2 separate regions of the Xenopus laevis genome follow, and region 2 is linked to region 1. A link is a contact called in public Hi-C data. All regions are on one chromosome and are shown on one strand. The core of a region is the stretch at or near the end of the contact, and the rest is flanking DNA. Distances in the headings are between cores, read along the strand shown. Region 1 holds the start of morf4l1.L (mortality factor 4-like protein 1). Region 2 overlaps adamts7.L (A disintegrin and metalloproteinase with thrombospondin motifs 7).

The links. Hi-C and Micro-C count contacts between places; a contact is called where the count stands out from the background.
Region 2: a Hi-C map of the XL177 cell line shows a contact between it and region 1, with 4 times the contacts expected there. The contact joins the enhancer-like site here to the promoter of morf4l1.L in region 1. A contact is called at or near these places in 3 of 4 Hi-C or Micro-C datasets (the XL177 cell line, the XTC cell line and animal cap).

What each region holds. Positions count from the first base shown.
Region 1 is chr3L:124,778,806-124,786,182 of Xenopus_laevis_v10.1, forward strand. morf4l1.L (mortality factor 4-like protein 1) reads right to left here and starts at 3,739. Exons shown (of 12, transcript XM_041586922.1): 1 at 3,596-3,739. The coding sequence starts at 3,635. trnak-cuu (a tRNA gene) reads right to left here and starts at 4,170; the gene lies at 4,098-4,170.
Region 2 is chr3L:124,839,170-124,846,546 of Xenopus_laevis_v10.1, forward strand. adamts7.L (A disintegrin and metalloproteinase with thrombospondin motifs 7) reads left to right here. Exons shown (of 22, transcript XM_041586924.1): 22 at 4,452-7,377. The coding sequence ends at 4,615. Among protein-coding and RNA genes, the nearest start is that of ciao2a.L, 24 kb to the right of the region's middle. Within about 2 kb of position 2,987, at least 1 of the 7 cell types and tissues checked has an H3K27ac peak or open chromatin away from gene starts, as enhancers often do.

The DNA of each region.
Region 1 (7,377 bases), core at 2,489-4,988:
ATGGATATTAATTGGTTTGAAAACCTGGCAGGTTTGCAAGTCATTTTAAGGTCATCCTGCACCAGCAATGGAGAAATTAATTGCGCCACCACACTAACTCACAAATGCAGCTAATTCCCCAAAGGTATATTTTAACAAGAACAACTTAAACTGCAAAAAATTCAAATACTACATCAGAAATGAACATAATTAAATTTGCAGGCCGTGAGAAGCCGATCCGCTCCCTTAAATCTGCAATGACAACTACAGCTTCTGTCTCTGCTCAGCTATACGAAGCAAAGCCAAACATGGATTGGCAGAAAACAAGAAAGCAGACATTTTCAAAGCTTCAGCTTTAGTATTTCCTAAAAAGCCACTGCCTGACTGCAGGGTAACCTCAAGTTTCTAATCCCAAATGACATGGCATTTATTGTATTTACACAAAGTAGAAGTAGTAAAAATGGTGCAAGGTGTTACAGTCCAACGGCTGTGGATGGCAAACCAGGGCCACAAAGCTAGTGGTACACCAGGTGTTTTAACAGCCACAGTCCTCTGGTGGAAAACAGCAGCAGTCAAAACACCACTGTCTACCTGGCACCCTCCTAATGTATCTAATGACAAGTGCCCTGATTGATGCACACAAGGAGAGGTGACAGATGGACCTCCATGCAAAATACATGTAGGTCCATCTCATAGAAGGTTCAACCCAAAAGTGTTTCTCATGACTAATAAAAAAAAAAATAAAAAAAAAAAAAAGATAGTGTATACATATACAAACATGTTCAATGAATTTGGACAGTTGCAGCCTTAGTGCCCACCCCTTTTGCTCAAATATGGAGTCTTGGCTGGCAGTATTAATAGCTAACTCTAGATGAGACAGTCTAAGTCAAATCCTGCAGAACGTTCAAGAATCCACCCACTCCATAGTCATCCAAGCTAATGTCATAACTATATATATATATATATATATATATATATATATATATATATATATATATATATATATATATATATATATATATATATATATATATATATATATATATATATATATATATCTATCTATCTATATCTATATACACATATATACATACACACATACATACACACATTCTGCAAGTATTGACAGCACTCCAAGGATATTCACGACAAGTCGATATTGCTAAACAAGTGGAGGTTTATAAACCTCCACTTGTTAAGCAATATTGACTTGTCGTGAATATCCTTGGAGTGCTGTCAATACTTGCAGAATGGATCTATGTTACGGACTAGCACCCAGGTATCCTGTTTTTCTTATGGTTGTGCACTCCACTCCCTTTGTGTGTGTGTGTGTGTATATATGTATATATATATATGTATATATATGTATATATATTTCCAAGAATATTTAGGTCAGCACACAAGTTTTCACAATACATCTCAGCCTTAAGCTGGCCACAGATGCAAAGATCCGATCGTACGAATCAACGTATGATCGGACTTTCCCATCTCCCGACCTGCCACTAACCATTAAGATCAAAGTCTTACCATTCAGATCAAATAAAGTATTTAAAGAACAGATCAGCCAATGTTCTGCCCCTGACAGCAATCGTACCAAAGTTATGTCCAACATCACCGACAGACTAGAACCCCAAATGGCCTATAGTCCTTAAATGGCAAGTCAACTCCAAAATAAAAAGTTGCCTAATAAAAGATGATATTTCTAAGCAACTTTCCACTATACATTAAAACATTTCAATGCTTTAATCGTTATCTGTAAAAATGATTGCTATTGATGGTTGTTTCTTTTCAAACAATGTTGCCAAAGTATGAAGCTGGCCATACATGGAGATCCGCTCGTCTGACGACATCGTCAAACAAGTGGATCTTTCCCAAATATTCCCACCAACGGCAGGGATATATCGGGGTAATCCGAACGTTCGGCCCTAGGGTTGCAACGAGGAGCAATGGGCTCCAACGGGTCGGTGGAAAAATTAAACGCCCAGTGTGGCTTTACCCTAAAGGACCGATATTGGCAGCTTTTGTTCCCCAGCACAGTCATGTCTGTTAATCAGCTGCCTTGTTTACATTGTATCAACAGTCTGAGCCACCAGGTCAGAGAATAGAAAGGGACAAACAAACGCTGCTTTTAACAGCATAACTTAAAAACCATAGATAATTTGTAATGAAGGTGTTCTTTTATAAGGCAAATATTTTCTTTGGGGTTGACTTGCCTTTTAATGACAGCTTTGGCTAACAGTCCTGAAATCCAAAGTAAAAGATCTAGGTAGAGAGATTCATGATAAGAAATGAGAAAACAGATGCTGTATGGCAGACACAGGGCAAAGGGACAACTAGAAAAGAGGGCCTGAGACAGATGCGAAGATTCAGGGAGATTTAGCCGCCTGGCGACTTATCGCGACTTCCCCGGGCGAGTAATCTCCCCGTAAAGCCTTCCCGCCAGCTAGAATCTAAATCGCCAATTGGGTGGCACTGGGAACGCTTCGTTTTTCAAAGTCATCTCACGAGGAAACTTCAGACAACTTCTGAAAACAAAGTGCTCTGAGTGCCATCCCGCCGGCTACTTACATTCTAGCTGGCGGGAAGGCATTGCAGGGAGATAAGTCGCCCGAAGAAGAAGCCACTATTCTCCCCGAATCTCCGCGTAAGTCCCTGCCCTTAGAGGACCATTCTGGAGTTACAGAAACCAGGTCCCTCACATTCAGAGGAACATTTAAGCCTGTGCTTCGTTATGTGACAGTAACGTCATACGGAAGTAGAGGAAAAAACCCACTGTAAGTCCATGGCCCTGCCCTTGCCCATTAGGAGCTATGGAGGCATCAGCAAGAATCTAGTTTGGGTCCTGGTCTTGTAGAGATGAGCTTGAAGGCCATTATTTGCCATTCCTGCAATGGACACAGCTCTGAATAAGGTTAATATAAACAACACAATCCTCATCAGAAAGAGGTCAAAGTAAAGACTATTTCTGCAGCTGTTTTATGTGCCAAGCCAATGATCCTGGCAGCACTTCCTATACAGCAACGCATCCCCAAGGGCACATGCTCCTGTCACACTCTCTCTCTCGACAGAAAAGGGGTAAAGAAGCATCTGAGCCGCTAGAAAAACGGGGTAACCAACCTGCGAGGGCCCATCTGAGCTACTGCCGCACTGAGGCCGAGAGCACAACAAAGATTTCCCGCTTGCTGCGCCTGCAGACAATGCCACGCCCCCTCCCCCACAAGGAAAAGGCGAGAGTGTACACGGAACAGCGACCCTACGCTTCCACTTCCCCCACCGAACTACATTTCCCAGCTTCCCCCATACAGCGGCGCCCAGCTCGGAGGACTGACCACTACCATTCACATTAACCCACTTTAGTACAATTAAAGGCGAGCGGCGTTCGCTCTGCGGATTTGTTGGACTGCAACTCTCAGCCGTCCGCAAGAGCCTTCATTGGAAGTTGCAGCTGAACAAATCACAGAGCCGCACATGGGATATCTTTGCGCCTGTCAATACGCCCATTAACTGCATTGCTCGGGCGCAGCCTTCTTCACTGCGGCGTTCATTTATGGCAAAGGGAGGATGAATAAAGACGTTAGACTAATGGCGCAGGCCACGTACCATGGCTTATGCTTACCCTCTTGGAACTTAGGCCTTGGGTCCTGCTTCGGCGCCATTTATAAACTCCGCGGCTCCCGGGAACGGATCCGCCGCATCTACTCACCGCGCGGACCCGCACGTCACCGCGCGCCTCACGCATGCGCGCAAGGATATCGCAAATGAAGGGAGCCACAGCGCACGCGCACTAGCTACTAAGCAGCCTATGGCAGACCGGGAAATGTAGTTCGGTGATAGTCTGACCAACAAAACGCGCTCCCTTGTCTTCCCAATATAACTGTTGCGAATATATTCATAACTGTCGCAGAATAAGTCTAGGCAGATAGACGCTGCATGCGTCAGGACAAAGCTGTATATAAATGCGATATGTTCTCGTTACCGTAGAACGAGTGCTAAGTTACATCCCAAAGTGTTTCGTTTCATACACTGCCGTAATAGGTCCAAGTATTAACAGCGTTTGGAAATAAATATACTAATCGTTTGGAAATATTTATGTCACCATTCCGAAAAGGAAAACAATGCGCCCAACGTGGGGCTCGAACCCACGACCCTGAGATTAAGAGTCTCATGCTCTACCGACTGAGCTAGCCGGGCGCTGTTGAGAAATTGTTTGCACGTTGGTTACTTAGAATTACTTTTGGAGCCAAATATTGTTAGTTCTTATTTCGATCGACTCTTTCCCCTCATAATACGTCTATTCCAACTGGGATTCAAAATTCAAGTACGTGGAAGCCCAAACAACCTCTCACCATCTCAATAACTAGTGGCATTTGTCATAATCGACAGATTTCCATTCCCTAATTGACACTAATAATTACTGTGCTCTACTGCAGGGCTGATATAAGCACACTGGGCACCATCACCACAGGGTCTGTTTATGGGCTTTCACTCTATAACTATAGTGATGTGTCCAGCTCATGGGCCCCACAGTACATTCTTTACAATTTACAAATTAGACAAATTTCATAAGCATATACTGAAACTACTAACCAGTCAATGTCCTACATGGCATTTTATACCTCCTGGGTGCCAGCAGCAGTGACAGGGTTTAGTAATATCAATGGATAACAATCGCCTTACGCGTTTCGCGAATGGATCCCTTAATCATAGGCTTACACAATCAGAAGTGCATGTGCGTTATATACAGAAAGGATAAGGCCGGGCCCTATTTCACTTAACAGTAAAAACACCATTTATTCGTTATATAAAACCATTTAGTGTTCTGTATAAAATTCTATAAAAATCAATAAAAACTGATATAGTTCTGCGGAACCTTGTTTGTGCCTTATCGCTTTAGTACTTATTATCTTGTCTTCTCACTTTTGACTATATATCTACTTATACTTCAATATCAATTTGTGACAGTGAATTACTTCTCTACAGTGGCTGCTAATTATCCAGTCTATACTATAGTTGAGTTTGTAACTGCACAACCTCCGCAACCTCCACAAGTAGAGTTGGCCATACACCATTGTGCTAATCAGGTGATGGGCCAAATCAGTTTATACCAATCCCTTGGTCCCTGGGCCAGCAATCACATCACATGGGGCTTGGCTTGTACAGACTTATGAATAGAAAACGCATCCATGACCAGATGTGGTGCATCAATAGGACAAGCGTGTGGAAGCGGCAGCCTGGTGACCCGAGGAAACTACACTGGACTAAGGTGAAAGCATCGGACGGTTCAGTTACGCAAAGGACTCAGAACAATAGATCGGAATGCCACATTTTAAAGCGATTTTATTGAAGGAATGCTTGTGAGTGCAATTTTGAATTATTTATTAACATTTTTATAATGCTTCCACACATGTTTTTTTACCCACTAAAGTTTTAAGAAGAATGAAAGCGGACTAAGACGCTCAAATTACATACGCCATTATCAACTTACTTCTTGTAAGTATAAACACCTGCCAGACACACTAGGATCTGAGTGTGGGCTTCTGTGCAACTATAGCTCTAAACATCACAGGTGTCAAAACTTGCATATATAAATAAGGACTATAGCTGAAAATACCTCTAGCACCACTTAAGTTAAAAACTTTTACACTGGTTAAATATTAACTCCTGATGGTGGTGCATGATTTTTTATTCACATGCGGTTATATTCGAACATAGCAAGTTCACTAAAAATATCATAATTTATTTTGAAATACTGTACTATATATATTTTATCTGTTTTATTCCCCTCAAAACCTTGTGGTTTTTGAGGAATACAGCAATCTCTTGTGGAAATTGTCAGATGTGGTCTTGCCCAACAGCATTTTTCAGACAGCCCGACTGATATCTGGCCAAGTCTGGGGAGGCAGCCATTCTGACCCTATGGATGGACCAATAAGCTGCTGATTTGGTCAGGAGTGGCATTATCAGCCTGTGTACAGGGTCAGACTGGTCTGCCAAATTATCAGAGGATCTCTTCTTGTGCCCCAGTCCTTGTGGGCCCCAGTCTAAAAACATTCAATTTAGACCTTTCTTATTTCCACCCTAAACCTGTATACTCTTTGAATTATTTAGCACTGTCCCCAGTTGACGTGAGAGTGGGTTGCTCTGGTGGGGCCGAGGGGACCCAGTCTAACACTTCTCTGTATGGCTAGCTTCTGAGAGCTGTGCCTGTTCCTGCAAACAAAATATATGTAAGTATCTGTTATTGCCCAATGCATTGATAACATTATCATAATGTTTTCATATATCTATAGCGGACCAACCCTTTTAGTGCCAAAGACTATGAAAATATACCACAGCTGCAAAGACAAATCATAGAACTGGAGCCATAGAATCTACATTTATGGATCTATATATGTGTTTGCTTACATGGCAAAGTATGGCATAGATGGAATAGCCCACCACTTGAATGGAAGGGATTAAAGGGGGGGTGTTCCTCTTCCAACATTTTTCTCAGTTCAGTTGTTTTCAGATAGTTCACCAGAAATAGACTTTTTTTCAATAACTTTCTATTTTTCTATTGTTTGGAAGGTGAACAACCCCTTTAAACTCCATCATTTGATGTCATATATTACCATTATTTAGGAAACATATTTTGCACAATTATACACTAGACCATCAAGTTTTTACCACTAGATGTCACTACTAATACATAGAGATTAGGTTGATGTCACCTAGAGATTAAGTAGTTGCTAGACACACAGGGTGGACACATTTAATTAGAAAACCCATGGGAAAGGATGTTAAAGGGGCTGTAACGACAATCAGTGCAAGGCATTGCCAGAAATGTTATCTTCCAGGCTGTATTTACCATATGCGCACTCAAGGACTTGTGCCTAGGATGGCAGTTTAAGGGGGTGGCCCTCAGGTGCCTATTTGGGGAAAAAATTAGAGGAAGGAGGTCCAGAAGCACCCCTGATGATTATTGTCAGTGAAAAGGTGGCCAGTAATACGTAAACTAAGGCATAACATTAGCTGGTAAAGGTGGCAGGAGGACCAGCAGCACCCTATCACTGGGATGTTGTCAGCATAAAGGTGGACAATAATAGGTAAACTCCAGGCTTAACATTAGCTGAAGCAACCCCTTAAATATGTATAGCCTTTACAAGAGGTTCCACAGAACCAGCAAACATTCACCTGTACTAAACTCGATCCAGAAGATCTTTGGAGAAGCCGCACACCACACAAACCCAAAGATTCTTATCCTGGTGCCCAGCGATAGAGGAATCGGCCACCTCACAACAAGGGTAAGAAGAATTTCACTGGCACACAGGAGTTGCGGTAGCAGGGCAAGCCCTTGCAATTTTATTATGCAGTTGTGCAACGTTTTCGGGGACAGGCCCCTTTGTCAACTTGATCCAA
Region 2 (7,377 bases), core at 1,737-4,236, 60 kb after region 1:
GCTTCACTGTATAATGAGCGTCTGGTATCTGGTCCTCTCTCCTCTTCCACATATGATAAGAATGGCGCTGTCTGTAATTGATAGAATAAAACAGCCCCCAGTTGAATTTCTTGAGAGTTAATAACTTCAGCATGGACCAGTCACTGCTCTCTTGGGGCCTATGCCAAATTATCTTCACAGCTGTCTTCTTATGCTGCATTCAAAATGTAGTTGTTTGTGCATCCAAAAATATATATGAAATGTAATTATCTATTTTTCCCAAGGAAAACATATGCATGTAATAAAGCATATGGGTGGGAGGGGTCAGCCACTTCCGTGTTTTCCCTTTGCCATTGTATTAAAGTACTTCATCTTACAGAAAATTAGAAGGCCACAGCTGGTGGTCCCAGGCCACCATTATTATTAGATGCATCAAAAAACAAGTTAATCAGAACAAGTTCACTATTGACTGTGACTTTACATACTGATCAAATGAACAAAGTTTGCTCAACCACATTTTATTCAAGATTTATTGGGCAACAACTCCCAGCATATACCAACATTTTATCAGTGTTTTGTGCATATTGGCAGCTGTAGTGCAGCAATATAAGTGTAAGTATACTTATAAAGCAACATTGCACATTTTTCCCCAGTCAGTGGGCCAATTAAAATGCAAAAGAATCCTCCAATAAGAATCCCACCTCTTGTTTAAACATGGCTCAGTGTCTTTTGTTAGTGCTGCTGAAGCTGAAAAATATACGATAATGCCGCAAGGGTCTGAAAATCAGCCTGCTGAAAAGGCCGAGAAGCAGCCCTTCTTGTGTTTCTTCAGTGAAATCCAGTGTGGCACCTGGCAGGGGCGGATTGCCCTGGGGCCAGTGCAAATCTGGCTGGAAACTGCTTTCAGGGGAGGGCTAGGGTTATCCACCTTTTGGCACCTCTAACTCCGGGCAGGGGGGCGGGGACATGACATAATGGGGGTGGGGTTGACATGCAGGGGGTGGGGCATGACATCAGGGGCAGGGCTATGACGTGGCAATTGGCTGATTGCCGTGTCAATCATAGGGAATCCTGCCCGGTTTTCCTAATTTGGAAAACTGGGCAGACAGTTTTGACGCGGACAGCCCTTCAAAAAATTGGGCTGTCCAGGTCAAAACCGGACAGGGGGCAACCCTAGGGGGCCCAGCTGCTCTGCCTGCACCCGGCACCGATAGTTACGATATTGGCACCCAGACTGACACAGTTTTTCCTGGTGTGGGCAGAACACAAGGCTAATTCCAAAGTAGGGGCTGATTCTCGTTGTGCATGTTTAGCAAGCAGATTTTCAGCCCTGTGTTGCATTAGCTTTAGACACAGTTTTTCTATCACAAAAGAACTAAAAAGCAATATGTCCTGCCTTCTAATGTGGTTATATTATGAAGCCAAATTGCCACAAGGATCCTTTTTACTGGACAATGCTATTACATCTGCGATGAATGTTCCAGGCAGCGGTATTGTCCTAAGTACATTTTCTTCCATCTGTAAATGTTGTTTTTGTCATCTAAGCCAGAGAACCAGGGAGCACAGTGGTATAGCTTTATGGGTGGTTCATGTCACCTTTACATAAAAGCTTAGTAAAACCGATAAAACTACAGAGTACAGCTAAACTACATTTACTATGTCTCAGACCTTATTTAAGTGTATTTTGTACCCAAATATGTACCCCACTATAATGACATGTCCATACCAATAGGCATAATTGTATATACTTCCTTAAACTTGCTTTTACAATGTACAACGTGTTTATTTAGGCTGCAGCTGTCTGGGATTGCAGGCTCTTACCAAAGCTATTATTACTATTACCCCTAAATAATTTACAGCTCTGGTTTGTTTAAATGCATTCCTTTTAATTTACAAATTGCCTCCTTTCAACTGTGCTAAGCATGAGATGTGCCAATATTTCTGCTGCAATTTATTTCCAAACCAATGTCAAAGTCACAGATTAAATAGTGTATAGGGGCTGAGCCCAATACTGATCCTGCTAAACTTTAGTCTAGTTGAGTTACATTTATAACTGTCACTCAGATAATGTGCTAAGCAGGTCTAATTCCTTTATGTAATGCTATGGAATAACCTGTTGGAACATCCAAACCAGCACACATCCACTGAAACAGCCCCCGCTGCTATTCTAGCACTCCTCATTCTATATTTCTTTATTTGATGAAACTCATAGGTCTGAGGATAGTTAGTAAGCAAAGAGAATCACTAGTACAATCCCAGAATGAGAGCCAGGCTGCTATACACAAACCATGCATAAATACAAGGAAACTGCAAATGGGAACATAACATTTCTATTTCAGAAGCTGATGATGGGTGAGACTGGCCAAACCCTGGAAAAAATGATGTGCCAAATTACGAATTTATACTTAGAGCTAGTGCGTTAAAATCACTGTATCCCTTTAATATAAGTTGTGGCGATGCTGCAGTTGCTGGAAGTCAGAAACGGAATGATTTTGTTAGAAAATCTGCCCCACTGACCTGATGCATATAGAAATCTACTGGGAGGAAAACGCCTGAAGCAAAGCAAAGCCTTTGAAGTCGCTTTCCATATAAAATTCCATCCCAGGCTCCAGGCACAGGAAAGCTATCCGGTTTCTTTAACAGATTTCAGACACAAAAACCTCCAGATTCCTGCATGTTCTTTATATTAAACACAACGTGCTCTCCAGAAACTGTTACTTATCAGGGACTGTATGACTTTTCCAGCTTAAATCTATTCACTTCAAATCAAAGTCATATCAAAGCCTGAGCTGTCCCTAGTCATAGAAAGATCCAAGCAAAATACCATATGTTGGGGCCCACATTTTAGGAAGGAACCTACATCCTTCAGCTCTTGGAGTTTTTGTGGGATGTAGTACAACAACAGCTGCTCCACATTGGACAGCCAGTGGAGATGTGGGGCCCCTAGGCTACATGCACAGGCCCCCCTTTCTAAGCTACTGCTGGGTCTGGATAAGCGCAGACGAGTACCCAAGCTCTCTACACCAGGTTAAGTTCAGCAAGTCCCAGTGACATCATTGGATCAGCCAACCTTTAGGCACATGCCTCGCCTGCCTTCTACTGCAAGCATGTGCACCCAACTGGACCCAGCAGTGCAAATACATATTTAAATAAAATAATTGGAAAAAAGCTAGATGGGCCCCTGATCACACTGGGCCCCTAGGCTATAGCCTCGGGGAGCCTGTGCATTAATCCACCCCTCTAAACAGCCCTGATACAAATTTTGTCTTACTATTCACACCAACTGCAGCTCAGCTCTTTCCAAGAAAAGATAAGAATCTGTGGGGTGTAATGGAGTTTCTATGTTTATTCCAACTAGGAAAAAACATAGATAGACATGCAAAGGACATATACAGTAGCATTTGATAGGTGTTTTAGATGTCCATTATATGGCCTTCTTGCTGTCTTTATACTTTATCCTACTGACAGCCAAATCACGTTATCTAAACTTCTCAATGAATTTGTCTGTAGTGTACTTGCTTTGGTGACTGTCCCTCAATATGCAATGCATGTACAGAGTACAATCAGATATGGTGACAAAACGTTGTAGCATAATAAAATGCCCAGAAGATGCAACCACAGAAGAGTTGGAACCATGACAATTAGAGCCAAATCCAAATTCCCCTACACAATCCGGTGACTTTGAGGGTATAAATTGGTACAGACTAGCTATGCAATGGATACCTATGGAGAAGCTAAAGGTATACTATTTATTGTGCCCATGTAATAATCAAAACAGTTGAAATAATGGAACAGCTATTCCACCGCCAACGTACCGTCTTCAAAATCATCTTCAAGATTTATATGGTGCCAGCAATTTACAGTCTTACCCTACAAACCAAACAAGGGTTGCAGAATAAAACAATTGCATGGTTACAGATTAGAGATGAGCCCAGATTATATTTTGGAAGAATTTAATAATTTAAATATATGGTATGGGATCCGAATTACAGAAACAGGTCTCCCATAGACTCCATTATAATCAAATAATCTAGATTTTTAAAAATGATTTCCTTTTTCTCTGTAATAATAAAAGAGTACCTTAAACTTGATCCAAACTAAGATAAAATTAATTCTTATTGGAAGCAAAGCCAGCCTATTGGGTTTATTTAATGCTTACATGATTTTCTAGTAGACTTAAGGTATGAAGATCCAAATTCCAGAAATATCCCATATCCAAGCATTCTGGATAACAAGTCCCATACCTGTACTGTATATGCTGGTGGAATAGCACAAATGGCACTGTAATGTGCCTTTGCTTTTTTGGATGCCTAAAGCTGATAAGCAGCATAAGCCAATTTACAGAACACGTACCATGTAGAAGATTCTGCTTGGGAAGAATTATTAAAAACTCAGCATTTCCTACTACTCAAAATAACCTACTTCCTGTAGCTTCAAAAAGCTTTGACTAATTGTTTTTGTCTTGTTTGCAGATGTCTCCTGCACTCGGGATCGACTTACATTCAGCTTCTGTAGGACCCTAAAGATACTGGGTCGGTGCTCCTTGCTCAGTGTCCAGGCTCAGTGTTGTCACACATGCCAGTCTTACATTCTGGGCTCTCGTGAGCTTAATAACCAACGTCTATCACGCAGGTGAGAATGACAACCCTGTCCAGTGTCTCAGGGACAAAGTCACTTGGAAGAAGGCCTCTGGACATGTGCTAATGCTATTAGGGTATCCTCACCACTACTGGAAAAAGAAGTCCAAGCGTCTTGTCCTGTGTCTCCTTGCTGTGGCTGCTCCTGCTCCTATTTCTTGAACCCTACATGAGACTGTGCTATAGGTTCATCAATTAGCCAGGACTTCTCAAAGAGGACAGACAAGATGAATGTATTAGTGGGGAAAGGGTAAACTATGCATTCTGCCCCATCGCTAGGAGACCTGTCCAAAATTGCATTGTTTAGCTTTAACATGTGGTGCTATGTTGGCTTGTGACCTCAGTTGATTTGTCACTGGCTGGCCAGTGAGGCCGTTTCATGCTCAATATTACACTGGGCTATCTGGTGCTTTAGAGATCAACTTCATTATTCTGTTATGGTATACTAACTGCATTATCATTCTGCTGCCATTCTGAAGGCTCACTTCTCAAGCCGTGAGCAAGACATAGGGGCAAATTCACTAAAGGGCTACTAGTCGCCAGTGAATGATCCGCCACACTTTGCTTCAGTTCGCCAGGTGCTAACTTGTTAGCAGTACGCTAATTCACTAAAACGCGAAGTTGCGTCTCAGCAGCAAAACGCTGGCGAAGTTTCGCTAGTGTTAATTCATCAGCGCGACCATTTCATAGCGATCTTTCGCTATTGTTCAGTTCTGCCAAGCTAACCTTTGTTAGCACTCTTACACTTAGGTCAATTTGAAAAGTACATATAGGTCATATATATTATTAGAGATGTTGAGGCAAATGCTTGAAGTGGCCACTTATTACAAATGTCCAAGGAAGCAAAATAAAGACAAAAGAGATCCTCTAATGCCCTAGACATGAGCCCACCCTAAAACAAATGTGGCATGCCCCTCAAATGGTTGGTAAAGAAATGTTAACACAAAAATCTTTAATAGTTAGGACTTTTGAAGGTAATCCCGCGTTTATTGAAAAACACCAGCGTTTATTTACAACTTTTATGATTTCTCAGCATACAGGATATGATGTCACTGACATAAGATTGAGGAGGATGAAGCTTTGTCTTATCAGTTCGCCTGGTCTAAGGTGGCGAAGGCAACTCTAGCGAAAGAGGTAACATTCCGTAAAATTCGCACTTTTGTGAATTTGCAGAGTAAAGATCGGACACCTGAACGAAAATGCACCTGGCGATAGGGCGTGAAACTGCAGTAATGACGGTCTTTTTCGCTAGCGAATTGTCGTCTACGCCATTTAGTAAATCGTCAATGTCACTGCAGATGAGATTTCTGCCCAATTTTCACTAGTGACGGCCACTTCGCCCTTTAGTAAATCTGCCCCATTGTCTTTTTTTCTGCCTATTTCATTATATATATCATATTTTCAGAATTAAGCACTGATCAATATCAGGGATATCTGCAAGTTACAAGGAATTTGTTTATAAAGTATAATCACCACATTTGTATTCCATCGTCCAGTATGGCTGAGCCCAGAGGAAATGACAGTGCAGATAAATGTAATCCAGGATGAGGACTGGGACCTCATATGGAGTACGGTGTAATGTATGAGCCCATAAATATCATATTTTCTATAACAACTATATATTCATGATGGTGCTGAGCAGCTCATGGCTGCAATAAAAAAAAAGATGAGTATTAACTGTATATAAGTCACATGTATATATGGATCACCTGTCTGCAAAAAGGTAGCATTTTATCCTGAAAGCCATTAATCTCTGAGAATAAAATAACTGGTTGCAGATAAATGGAACCGGCCAGTTACCCATACCAGTTTCACAGTTTCTCCCATAATTAAATAGGTCACCAGCAACGTGAGTAGAGACAGCATCTTTCCTGCTATATTCATACTGTATTAAACTGGAATATTTCTGTTTTATTAATTCTCTAAAACCAGTGGTGTCCAAACTTTTTGCAACGAGGGCCAGATTTGTCTCCGTGGCAGCCTCCGGTGAGAACTAGCGCCTAATCCAGTGATATGATGTCACTCTAATGTGCGATTACGTCACTGCGTGCAGCTGCTGCGGGGAGAAAATAAAAGGCACTGCTCTCTACTATCATTTTCGGGAGCAAAAAAAGTACCAGATCCTGGGTCTGGGTGGCTAGTTGGGTGCCAAGGCCACAGTTTTAAACAGTCAGAGTTAAACAAGTGGTATGTTTTGGCTTGTACTGTAAGGCTGCCCTAGGCCAGGGCCTAGGGGGCCTCTCCCCAAATCCAGGCCTACCCACGAGTGGGTGATTCCTTATTAATGGCTGCGGGCCAGTGTAAATTTGAAAATGGGCCGCAATTGGCCCACAGTCCGGACTTTGGACATGCCTGCTCTAAGTATATAGGTAAGGGTAAGCATGGAGCAGAGCACATACTCAGTTGAGTATCATACAGGTTGGTAGGTAGTGCTTGCCTACTGTTCCCTCTTCACCCCAGCTGTTAGTGATTCATATTCACACATGCATTTTTCTAAAAAAAAAGAAGAAAGAAAATATATTTTACTACAACAGACACAAGAGACCTAATAGCTCAGGTATAAGCCTTGTTGCAGTATACTTTCAACTCTGGGTAGTTTTTGTTTCTGGGTATCTGGAAAATGTCACTACAGTGATAAAGCTCTGCTTGAAGATTAGAAAGGGACCAGTGTGAGGGTTGAGCAAAAAGGTGTTTTAAAGGGAACCATGCTTAACAATAAATGGTTTTTATGTGTGTTTGAATGAATGTTTGTGTTGAGTAG